Linked DNA regions of Arachis hypogaea: region 2 is linked to region 1. The links are chromatin contacts, called in public Hi-C maps. All regions are on one chromosome and are shown on one strand. The core of a region is the stretch at or near the end of the contact, and the rest is flanking DNA. Distances in the headings are between cores, read along the strand shown.

The links. A called contact is a pair of places that touch in the nucleus more often than the background predicts.
Region 2: a Hi-C map of leaf shows a contact between it and region 1, with 4 times the contacts expected there. The contact joins the promoter of LOC112771452 here to the promoter of LOC112769264 in region 1. A contact is called at or near these places in 2 of 8 Hi-C or Micro-C datasets (both in leaf).

The regions. Positions count from the first base shown.
Region 1 is chr18:9,925,900-9,931,818 of arahy.Tifrunner.gnm2.J5K5, reverse strand. It overlaps LOC112769264 (beta-glucuronosyltransferase GlcAT14B), which reads left to right and starts at 3,003. Exons shown (of 4, transcript XM_025813727.3): 1 at 3,003-4,471; 2 at 5,466-5,541; 3 at 5,658-5,773. The coding sequence starts at 3,868.
Region 2 is chr18:10,089,943-10,095,925 of arahy.Tifrunner.gnm2.J5K5, reverse strand. LOC112771452 reads left to right here and starts at 2,756. Exons shown (of 1, transcript XM_025816208.2): 1 at 2,756-3,341. The coding sequence starts at 2,881. The coding sequence ends at 3,090. LOC112769378 (secretory carrier-associated membrane protein 1) reads left to right here. Exons shown (of 13, transcript XM_025813889.3): 13 at 56-508. The coding sequence ends at 142.

The sequences.
Region 1 (5,919 bases), core at 1,754-4,253:
AAGTAGTTATTTTCAGATATATCAAGAGAATTAAATTCAAGATGAGAGAGTTTTGACATAATGAAAATTTATTACTTATGTCTTCCTAAAATTTGATCAGAGTCTCATGCTAATAATGTGTTGTAAAATAAATAAATAAGGAAGATATAACAAATATAAAATAAAAAAATATAAATAAAAGACTCTAGTATTAATATTCACCGGTATAATGATTTCATTCTAATAATAGAAGTAATTCATATATGTATTGCAACTTAAAACCTATGGAGAGATATAGAATAAGAAAAAATTTTATATATTATTGTAGTGTGTATTGGTTCAAAACAAACTCTTATTTATACATGTATAGAGCCTTCTTTTTTCACTTTTATTAAATTTTTTTTTGTAACATGACATTTCACTATAGAAAAATTGAGGCAGCTCATATTAAATAGGCATTTATCTTATACTTATCACAATAATTTCATGTTTTTCAAAGCATTATTTCAACTATTTAAAGTAGATTTTATATTCTGTACACATTATCTTTTTACTTTTTCAATTTAATCTATTAATTAGTTCAACCTAATCATTTAGATACCGAAGCTTACTACATATTTGTACAGTGTTAAGGATGTGATTTAAATTTTCAATATCTTGATTAAGAGAGGAGATGATGAACCATCGTGCTAAAACTTTTTAGTAAGGACAGTTTGCTTTTTTTATTGGGTTAGATTTTTGTTTGATGGAGGCCCTATAGGCTATAGTTATTGGACTTAGACAAGATGTGAGCAATTCTTCCCACCAAAAAAAACCATGAATAATTCTTTCCTACTTGACGAAGTGAAGTGTCCTAATAATAATAATAATAATTCATTTCTTTTAACAATACTAGAATAGTCCACAAAATAACAATTTGTTGGAAGAATCGGCTGTCCTTTTAATAATGGGGATACTAATCAACACTTGTCCTGAGTCCTAACTCTCCCACTAACCTATTATTATTTTAAAGAAGGAATTATGGAACAGACACGTCTCAATCAAGAGTTCTATAATTCATGTATTGACACAGACTAATTTAAAAGACTAATAACCCTAATTTCGAATCCTCACTTCTCATATATCAATCAAGAGAATACAGATACAGATACAGCTAATTATGAATACTGTAAATATAAATTTCATAATTAAACTGTTAATAATTATTCATTCACATAGACACCTCAACAATAATTTAACATAATTTTAATAAATATATTTTTTAAAAATAACATAATAATAACTTAAGAAGAAAAAACAACTATAATATTAATACATATAGCAAACAATAATACATACATATTTTACTTAAAAACTATATCATATGCTAACATCTATTTATAAGTAAACATAAGTACCTAATGACTAATATTCTTAATGCTTAAAAATAGAATTAGTAGTAAATAATTTGCATTTAATTTAGTACTTGCTTTTTAATTCTTGAAGATTTTATATTCTTTTTACAACTTATATTTAACTTTAATTCAAATATTTTTTCTTGTCTTTTCTGCTTTTAATATGCATAAGGTGGTGCTTCACATTTGTACCAATAGAGTTTAAATTGATTAAGATCTTGAGAAAATAAAGTATGTTTTTTATCCCATCCTAATATTTGTAATTTTGATACAAATAAAAAATGTTAAAAATAAAATTAAATAAAATTAAATATTAAAAATATTTAAAAAATCACAAATATTAAAAATAAAAAATATATCTTATTCAAACTTTGAGTTAACATATCAACTTCAATCTTCTTATTCTTGTCAATACTGATGACTTCAATTTGTATTTTTTTTAAACACTTAATATAAATTTTCATGTTAAAATTTTTATAATCTTTTAGTAATTTGATCACTAGTAATTGATACTAACAATGGTAAATTATGAGAACTGAGAAATCATCATAAACACGACAAATTATTAATAGATTAGTCAAATAAAAGGTACGAATAGTCAAATTGTACTCCACTTCAATAGACGAGATAGATATCTACTTATAACTCAAATATTAAGTATTAACATTCTTACTTGGAATTTAGATATATTCACTTAGTTTTTGGTTTAGACGAACATTCTTTAACATGAAAGATTAAAATTAAAATTCATAATTATTTAAAGTGTAATGATTGTATTGTACAAGGAAAGAGAATAATAAAATTATATTTTAAATTTAATTATCTTATTTAAATTATAATTAAGAATTCGTTTCACAGATACTGATAGGATAAAAAAAATAATATAAAATAAAAATATTTAATTTAATCACCATTTTTATGAGAATTACATATTTAATTTAATTCTAAATAAGTTTTAAATTAAAAAATTAATATATTTTATTTTTCAAGTATTACATTTTTTTACAACTTAATATAAAAAATAAAGGAATTTTGATTTGATTGTTATATTAAAATAAAATTAATTTAAAAGTTTATATAATTTTTTTATCAAAATAAAAATTTATATCAAAATAAAACCATTTATAAAAGAGATTATTGTGTTACTATCATAGAGATTTTTTTATATATATATTTTACCATTTTATTTTTTTTATTAAATTTATATTTAACATTGTGTATAGTATGAAATTTTAATTTTAATTCTATTTTTTTGCATATAATTTTATTTTTAAATAACTTATTATTTTTTTTGATAGTACAGCAAATTTTAGATCCCAATAAAAGAAGAGAAAGTTCTATTAGAAGTAATAAAAATAAAAAACAATAACAAAATATACATGACACATATTTTATATTTATTTTTTATTTTTACTTACTATATCATACATAATAAAATACCAAATACTAATTATATAATAATTTTTTGGCATTACTCTCAAAATTATTATAAATTAATTTTTTATTAAAAAATATTTATTATCATCATTATTTAAATATCTATTTTTTTATATAAAAATTATATTTTTTAAATTATTTATCCATAAAAACAGTCTCTTTATGCATAAACCGCCAAGAGAATATTTTTTTAGAGACTGCGAGTTTGATCTGCAAAAATTTATTCAGAAACCGTCAATTTATTCAATTAGAAACCACTATATCCTATATGGCAGTTTTTACTTTTTATAGATATACAAAAAACGTAATTTTATCTCCTATATTAAAACGTTATAATATGAGAAATTTGTCTTGTTAACCATTATATTCGTAACTTGTCCTTTAATTTATTTAAGAAAAATTTCATTTCTCAATATTCTTTTGAGTTTGGATTCTTTTTTTCTCTATCCTCAATTGAACACCAACTCAACTCAAACTTGCACTCCAAGCGAATTTCCTGTTATGTTTCAAACAAATAGATCTTGAGCACTGTTTGCTGAAGCAGTATCCAGAAAAGGGAGGGAGAATAAGTGTACGAAAATATGAACAAGCTGCATTAATGGCTCGCAGGTGAAATCTGAACTGAAGTTTTCGAAGTTATAGTACACACTGAAGGGTAGATTTTCATTCACCCTCTTACGCCCTTCAATCAAAAGTTGCTAACTTTCTAGTGAGGCAGTAATAAACAGGTTTGACCCCATTCCTTCATGAAGATGGGTCCCAACTCCGAAATCAAAACGTTTGGTGAGGATTATTGTTGATGTAAATTTAGCATCTTTAATTGAAAACCATGTCTTATCCTGCATTAAAATTAGCTTAATTGTTAGCCATTAAGCTTAAAGAAGATTGATTTTTGGGTTGGTTGGGTTTGCCACCAAACTCATCATTGTAATATTATCAGCTAAAGATTTGTGGGGTGCTGCTTTTTTGGTTTCCATCTTATAGAGATCTTGGTTCTTGCCGACAAGGGTGAACAGTTTCAAATTTGGATTTTGATTCATAACTGCTGAAATAGAATATGAGGAAAAATGTTAGTTCTCATTCAGGAAGATTATTCAGTGATAGGAAATGGGTTATACCGTTTTTTGCCAGTTTGTTTGTATTTGTTAGTCTTGTTCTTACTGCAATTGTTGGGGCTCTTAGCTCTTCCGAAGGGATAGAACAATCTTCAACCTTTGACATCATTTCATTTGCAAGATCAGAGGATTCAGGTGGTTATTTTGTGGAATCAGATTTCGAAAGGCAGGTTAATGCCAATGTGGTTCAGAAAATGGAGCCACCTAGGTTGGCATATCTTATTTCAGGCACAAAAGGTGATAGTCAAAGGATGATGAGGACATTGCAGGCAGTTTATCACCCAAGAAATCAGTATATCCTGCATTTGGATCTCGAGGCACCGCCACGGGAAAGATTGGAATTGGCAAATGCAGTGAAAGGCGATCCGACATTTCGTGAGGTAGAGAATGTACGTGTTATGTCACAATCCAATTTGGTGACTTACAAGGGTTCTACTATGATTGCTTGTACACTCCAAGCTATAGCAATATTACTGAAGGAGAGCTCGGATTGGGACTGGTTTATAAACCTCAGCGCCTCGGATTACCCTCTTGTGACACAGGATGGTTAGAAACTTGTCCTTTCCATGGTAGCTTATTTGATGTTACTTTTGTTTTTCTAGTCAAAATGCTTGCATAAACTACTACTTTCTTTCTTGTGTTGACATAATGTGCTTCTACAACTTCAAGAAACTTGGTAAACATAGAATGCCTGTCAAGTAAAAGGGAAAGATTTGTAGTTTGCTTGTGATTCCTAGGTGCTGTTGTTTTCTCTTTTGTCTAGATTGCTACTGTTTCAAGGACATAAAAGATTAGTAAAATTGGCAATAACTAAATTTCATCCATCATCATATTGTTGTCGATTACCGTTATAGATTCACCGGTTATTACCTCTCATAAATGAATTCGTGATTTGGCCTTACTCACCTTCCGTGTTGCCTTTAATAGAAAGGAGGTTAGCAAGCGTAGGTTTATGATTGTAGTTCATTCCTCATGTTTTTAAGTCCGGGTTTTGTTTAGTGTTCTTGTCTGCAATTCTACTTTGCTAATTTCAAATTCTCTTTCTAAGCTTCCTTCCAGTCTTATTCAGGCATAAATCATAGTTTTGTTGAGTGGTTTCCTCTAATAAGTGCTTAATGACAATACATTGTGAAAATAATAATCCTCATCATCTTAGTTTATATATGCCACTTTTTTTTTACTTTGATATTGTTGAGTCCTTGCATTTTTGTTGGAAGTTCGATATGTTTCATGCAAATTATTGAGCGATCTGTCAAGTTCCAAGTGAGTTTTGTTGTCTCAATAAATCAATAAGCTAGGTTTTGTAGCTCAATTGACTAGAGTGCAAGGGATTTCAATATGCTGTTCTTAACCCCATAGCTATCAGATGGGGCTTTATCTTTTTCTGACTTGAATCTTCTAATGCAATAAACATCTATGTACTATAATCTTAGCAATTTTGAACATATCTTCATGTACTGTGCTTGAATCATAAGATGATTAGGTTCCTTGTTTAAACGCTTCTGTGAAGTTATATGATATTTGTTTCCTGTCTTTTCAGATTTACTTCATGTTTTCTCTAATCTGTCGAGAGATCTCAATTTCATTGAGCATACGCATATTGCTGGTTGGAAACTGTAAGTTAATCATTAATTTTTCATACAATCTTGGAGGGAGAACAAATGGAGCTGTAAATTATTCACCATCTTTGAATTCTGATAGTTGATATTGATATTTCTGTTTATTTCCTCAGGAGCCATAGAGTAAGGCCAATTGTTATCGATCCTGGCCTTTACTTATCAAAGAAATCTGATATAGCATGGACTACTCAGAAAAGAACACTTCCAACTCTTTTTAAACTGTTTACAGGTAGGTGTATATATGAAACTATAACCCATAATCCATAATTCTGTATGCATTTATTGCTATACTACTATTAACTTAAACCAAACATATAAGTTTGTTAAATGTCTAGTTAACCTAGAAATTTTGGCACCTATTTAGTACTCCCTCCA
Region 2 (5,983 bases), core at 1,507-4,006, 160 kb before region 1:
TTTGTTACTTTTATCGTTTTTTTTATAAATTATATTGATGTTATGTAATTTGCAGCAAGTATACCATTATTTCCGGGGGACTGGGAAGGCCACGGAGTTAAGAAAAGCCGCTGCCAGAGAGACCATGATGGCAGCTCTATAACACTTGCAAACATCATGCCCATCAAAATTTCAAGAAATGTCACTTGCAAACATACACAAAATGTTATTAGTTTAGTAGATATGCAATATTTATTGTGTTTTTAAAAGAGGGAAAAAGAAAAAGAAAAAGAAAGAAAAGATTTCGAAGGATAAAATGAATCTCATTTTACACTTTGAACCTTTGTCTTTCTTGTCATTTTCTTCCCTAATCAAAATTCGTAAATACCGTATTCCTTTGTGGCGACTAAGTTAAGACTAAAAAACTAGGTTATGGCCAAAGTAGTGTATCATTTAAGTTAGACATTAGTTGTGTATACATAGAATTGTTTTGAGATGCTCCCCTTATAATATACGACTTGTTTCTTAATTTGCAATATATTTTATAGCTGGCATTAACAAATAGGATTCTTCTTCATCATCATCATAATAATACACGAAAGTTACGTTCTTGAATTGTTTTGCAATGAATTTATAGATTTTTTAAAGAAAATAAAGTATTAAGTAATGCGATATACTTATAGGTCACTCAGGAAAAAATATCTAGTGAAATCAATAATGTTAAAAAGTTAATATTTTTTAGTCAAACATCAACTAATTTTTTAAAAATTATTTTGTTTATTTTAAATTATAAACTATTAATTCTAGATTTTAAATTATAAATTCTAAAAAAAGTTAGATAATATTTACTAATTAAAAATTAATTTCTTATACTTTATCTTAGTAAATTCCTTACAAATTACAAGTTTGCAACACAAACTTATAGGTCTCTGGTAGAAGAATGAGTGGTCAATATTGCAATTTTAGGAGTTATAAGTCCGATATTTCATTTCTTAAGGGAATTATTTGAATTGTTTCCCCCTCAAAGATCTATAAATTCATTACAAAAGTTTTTCAATAACTTAAATATTTTTTTTAGAAGACTTATAAATCTATCGCAAAGTTACTCTATTTTTTTGTGATGTAAGGTAGCGTTTGGTGAAGAGACAGAGATAGAAAGACTGAAACTGAAAGACAGAGACTAAGAGATAGAGATTGAAATAAATCTCAGTATTCTGTTTGGTGCAAAGTGGGAGACAGAAATTGAAACAAGAATGAAACTCTAATTTAATTTGTATAAAGGGTAAAATTGAAATTAATTAATTGAAATGAGGATATTTTAGGTATAAAATGTTATTAAAGTTTCAGTCTCCATCTCTAAAAATTTTAGTCCCTTGTGTCCCTACTTTTTGGAGATACTGAAATACTGAAATTTTAGGGACAGAGACAGAAATTTTAATACCAGTCTCTGAACCAACAAACAAGATACTGAATCTCAATCTCTCCGTCTCTGTGTCAGTACCTCAAAACAAACGCTACCAAGACTTGTAACAAAATATTATGTCTGAAATATGATGAAAACGACATGTATGTGTTTCAACTGCTTAAAATATAATTTTTGTTCCTACCGATCGCATAGAAAAAAGGAGTTCATATTTTTTGATGTAGAGCCAACAAAATTAAGACACAATAATATGACAGATGGTATTCATTCAAATAATCACTCCACTTATTACTTAAACCTTTGAGAAGAAATATGGGTGGCAAGTTCTGGCGTACGCATAGCTATCAAAATATTCAATATTGGAAATGAATTGCCAAGGCAATAAATTAAAATGACACCCCCACATCAAAATAAAAACAGTAATACTCCTCCATAAAATTTTTCAAAGGTTATTTTCATATAGTACTTTTAAATTATTGCTTGCTAGAGAGACATCGATCTGAACACTGACCTGCACATTGGCAAGTTGGGGAAATTTAAAAATAAAAATAAACAAATAAAATAAGAACATAAAGATGGAGCTGCTAACTACCACCTAAATGGTTGAACCACATACATGAATCATTGACATATCTTAACGGGCAAAGCATGGCCCTATTTATTATTTATTACATTACCTCCACGCGTGGTTATGCTATTCCCCCATTCTACTCACAAAAACCCATCAAACCATTACAATTTGCATATTTGTTGTTTTAATAATAATGCTATTAGTATGTTAAAATCAGTCACTAAAATCAGTTATTAATATATTTATGTATAAATATATGTGTAGTTTAATTTATTTTTAATATATATTATATTTTAATATATATTTTATACTAATAATTAATTTTAGTAGTTGACTTTAGTATATATATAACATAATCGTTATTTCAACTGAATTAGATGTACAAACAAAGTCAATCATTAAAAAGTCACCAAAAAAAAAAAAAGTCAATCATTAAAATTAATTATCAGATTATAATATATATTAAAATATAAAATATATGTTAAAAATGAGGTAAATTATATATGTATTTATATATAAATATAGGTAAAAACTCAAATATAATTAACTTTATATGAAGTTGATACTTGAGAGTGTTAGATGACAATTTAGTCAAATCTATCAAATCTTTTAACGACTCTCACCTATCAATTTAATGTGAAGTTAACTACACTTAAATTTTTACCATACTAAAAAAATAATTTTAGCTTATAAATAGTATTTTTTTTTTTGGTGACAAATAGTATTTATTTATTTATTATTTTTCTTCTAGGATGCATGGATATAAAAGGGGATTGTACTACATTAAAGTTGTGAGCAATTTGTGAATAAAAACAGCGACGCACGCAGTTTCCTAGTTGCTACAAACTGATACGAACACGTTATTATTTATATACTTTGAACCAATCAAGCCTTTCTATCTGCGAGGATGGTGTGTTTCTGTTTTCTGGTGGACCAGAGGAAGGAGGTGCGGCGGAGCAAGCCAGCAGCGGGGACGTGCTCGCGGTGCGGTGGAGGAGCCAGCGTGGCTGACATGAAGACGGCCACCAGGTTCTGCTTTGTTCCCTTCTACTGCAAATCTTGGAGAGCCATTATCTGCACTTTCTGCGGTGCTGTTCTTCGTTCTTATCATCACTGATCACCATCTTTCTCATCAAAACTACAAACACATACATACATACATACATACATGTATACACTTTTATACCTAGCTAGTTTAATTTCTGATTTCTGATCTTGAAGTGTATTTGCCTAAGCTTTTCATGCTTAGCATTCTTAGCTTGTTCTTATATTTTCTTGAAGAGATTGTAATAACACCAGCACCTAGAAATTGCAACTGTACTTTCATGTTTTTTTATATAAATTTATATAGAGTTATTTTTATGTAAAGTTAATAATTAAAAATTATTACATAATTTAATATGTTAAACTAAATTTATATCTAATAATTTTTAACAAAAAAATCTCACGTGAGTTCTGTCTTATTTTTTCTTTAGTTTAGGCGGTTGATTATTTTCTATAATTTTAACCACTCATGTAATGTAGAATATATATATATATATATATATATAATTTCTTCTTTTTCGTTCTTTATGACTTAGTTATCATGTATGTTAAAAGGATGTTTTATGATTATTTTTGTAAAAATTTCTTAAATTTTTATTTTACTAAATATATTGAAGCTTTAATTTTTGTATTTTTTTTATTAATAACCGTAATATATGCCTTTAAATTTATTGAGTATACTTAATTAATTTAAGATTTAGCTAAAATATATCTTAAACATTAATGTTGATAAGTGTATAATAATTATAACTTTAATATATTAAAATATATAAAAGAAATAAATTTTCAATTTTAGTCAAATATGTTTTTTAGATACGTTTTAAAATATGCTCTTAAAAATATAAATGAGCATGACCATTAATGATGATGTTGAAATAAGGGTGGAGGGTGGATAATGAAGGGGCAACTAGCGGGTGAAGTAGTCAAGTTGGGACGGTGCACCGGTGGCTGGCATCTTCAACAACTGGGGGTACAGTACGGTGTATTAAACTATTAATTGATTATAGAGTTATTACAATTTACAAGCTATATACTGTATAGCGCTGGTCGTTGCAAATATAAATATCGTACAGCTGCTTCTTTTCTCAAATCCTAAGTAACAACTATGTTAAAGTTTTTTTTTTTTTTTTTTTTTTTTTTTAAATTAGGAAGTCTCAATTTCGTAACTTCTAAGTGAGTATGAAAAGATTATATCATTTGAATTATAATTCGTTAGTAATAACTATATTATAGTTAAGTAAATACTAAAATTAACTATTAATATAAAATATATTAAAAATAAATTAAATAATATATATTTATACATAAATATTAAATAATTAATTTTAGTAGTTAATTTTGTGTATAAATAATATTTTTGATAGTAAAATTATTGTAGTGAAATATTTGTATATAATGTACTTTATTCACTCATATTCTGTATTTAACGAGTAAAATTTTATAGTAGTAATTGAGATTTACTAATTTTTTAATTTAATCTTTAAAATTTTAATTTTATTATGAATAAATTATTATTTATACTCATAAAAGATACAGATGTTAACAAATGTACCCATATAAAAATAAAACGATAATTATAACCACGGAATGATACGAAAATAAAAGATAAATAAGAAAATAAGGATTCAAATTGAATAAAAAGATACATTGAAATTAAAATAGAAACAAAAAAAATAAATTGAAATTGAGTACAAAGAGAATCACTCTCTACTTTCTACGAATTTCTTGACGCAACGAGAAAGGGACTCCTCAACCTAACTTGTCAACGCCATAGTTTGGGAATTGAATTGAAGGGACTCCTCAACCTTCTACTCAATTCCCCGATGTAACAAGAGAGGGACTCCTCAACCTCAATTGTCCACACCATGGTTTCATCACGAAACCAAAAAGGGGTTTTCAAACCTCTAAAAATTCTATTCTACGACTACAATAGCTAAGGAGGTATTTATAACCTCTTATTAGGTTAAAACAAAGAAAAACCCTAAAACCCATAAACATAAGGCCCAATCTAGTAATTAAATAAACAAAATCAAAATACATTAAATAAAATATTATAAAAATATAAACTAAAATATCTTCTAAATAACTCTTGAACTCTTCATATCACAAACATTTGAAGCACGTATCATTTTCCTCCTCTTCAAAAAAGATTCGTCCTCGAATCTTGTAGGTGGAAAAAAAACATATATGAAAAGGACAATAATTATAAGGAAGATAATTTTTTTTTTGGTTTTTTTTCTTCTTTTTTTTTGTTTTTTTTTTCACTTTATGTTTTTTTTTAAACAATAATGAAACACAAACGGAAAACAAGAACACAAAAACTTAAAGAAAGACGCAACAAACACTGGACTCTTTTTTTATGATAAAAGAAGAACAACTATAAATTAATAAGAATTAATCTAATACCTGAACTCTGATACCAAATGATACGAAAATAAAAGATAAATAAGAAAATAAGGATTCAAACTGAATAAAAAGATACATTGAAATTAAAATAGAAACAAAAAAAATAAATTGAAATTGAGTACAAAGAGAATCACTCTACTTTCTACCAATTTCTAACAAGAAAGGGACTCCTCAACCTAACTTGTCAACGCCATAGTTTGGAAATTGAATCGAAGGGACTCCTCAACCTTCTACTCAATTCCCCGATGTAACAAGAGAGGGACTCCTCAACCTCAATTGTCCACGCCATGATTTCATCACGAAACCAAAAAGGAGTTTTCAAACCTCTAAAAATTCTATACTACGACTATAATAGCTAAGGAGGTATTTATAACCTCTTATTAGGTTAAAACAAAGAAAACCCTAAAACCCATAAACATAAGGCCCAATCTAGTAATTAAATAAACAAAATCAAAATACATTAAATAAAATATTCTAAAAATGTAAACTAAAATATCTTCTAAATAACTCTTGAACTCTTCATATTACGAACATTTGAAGCACGTATCACGGAAGATGGC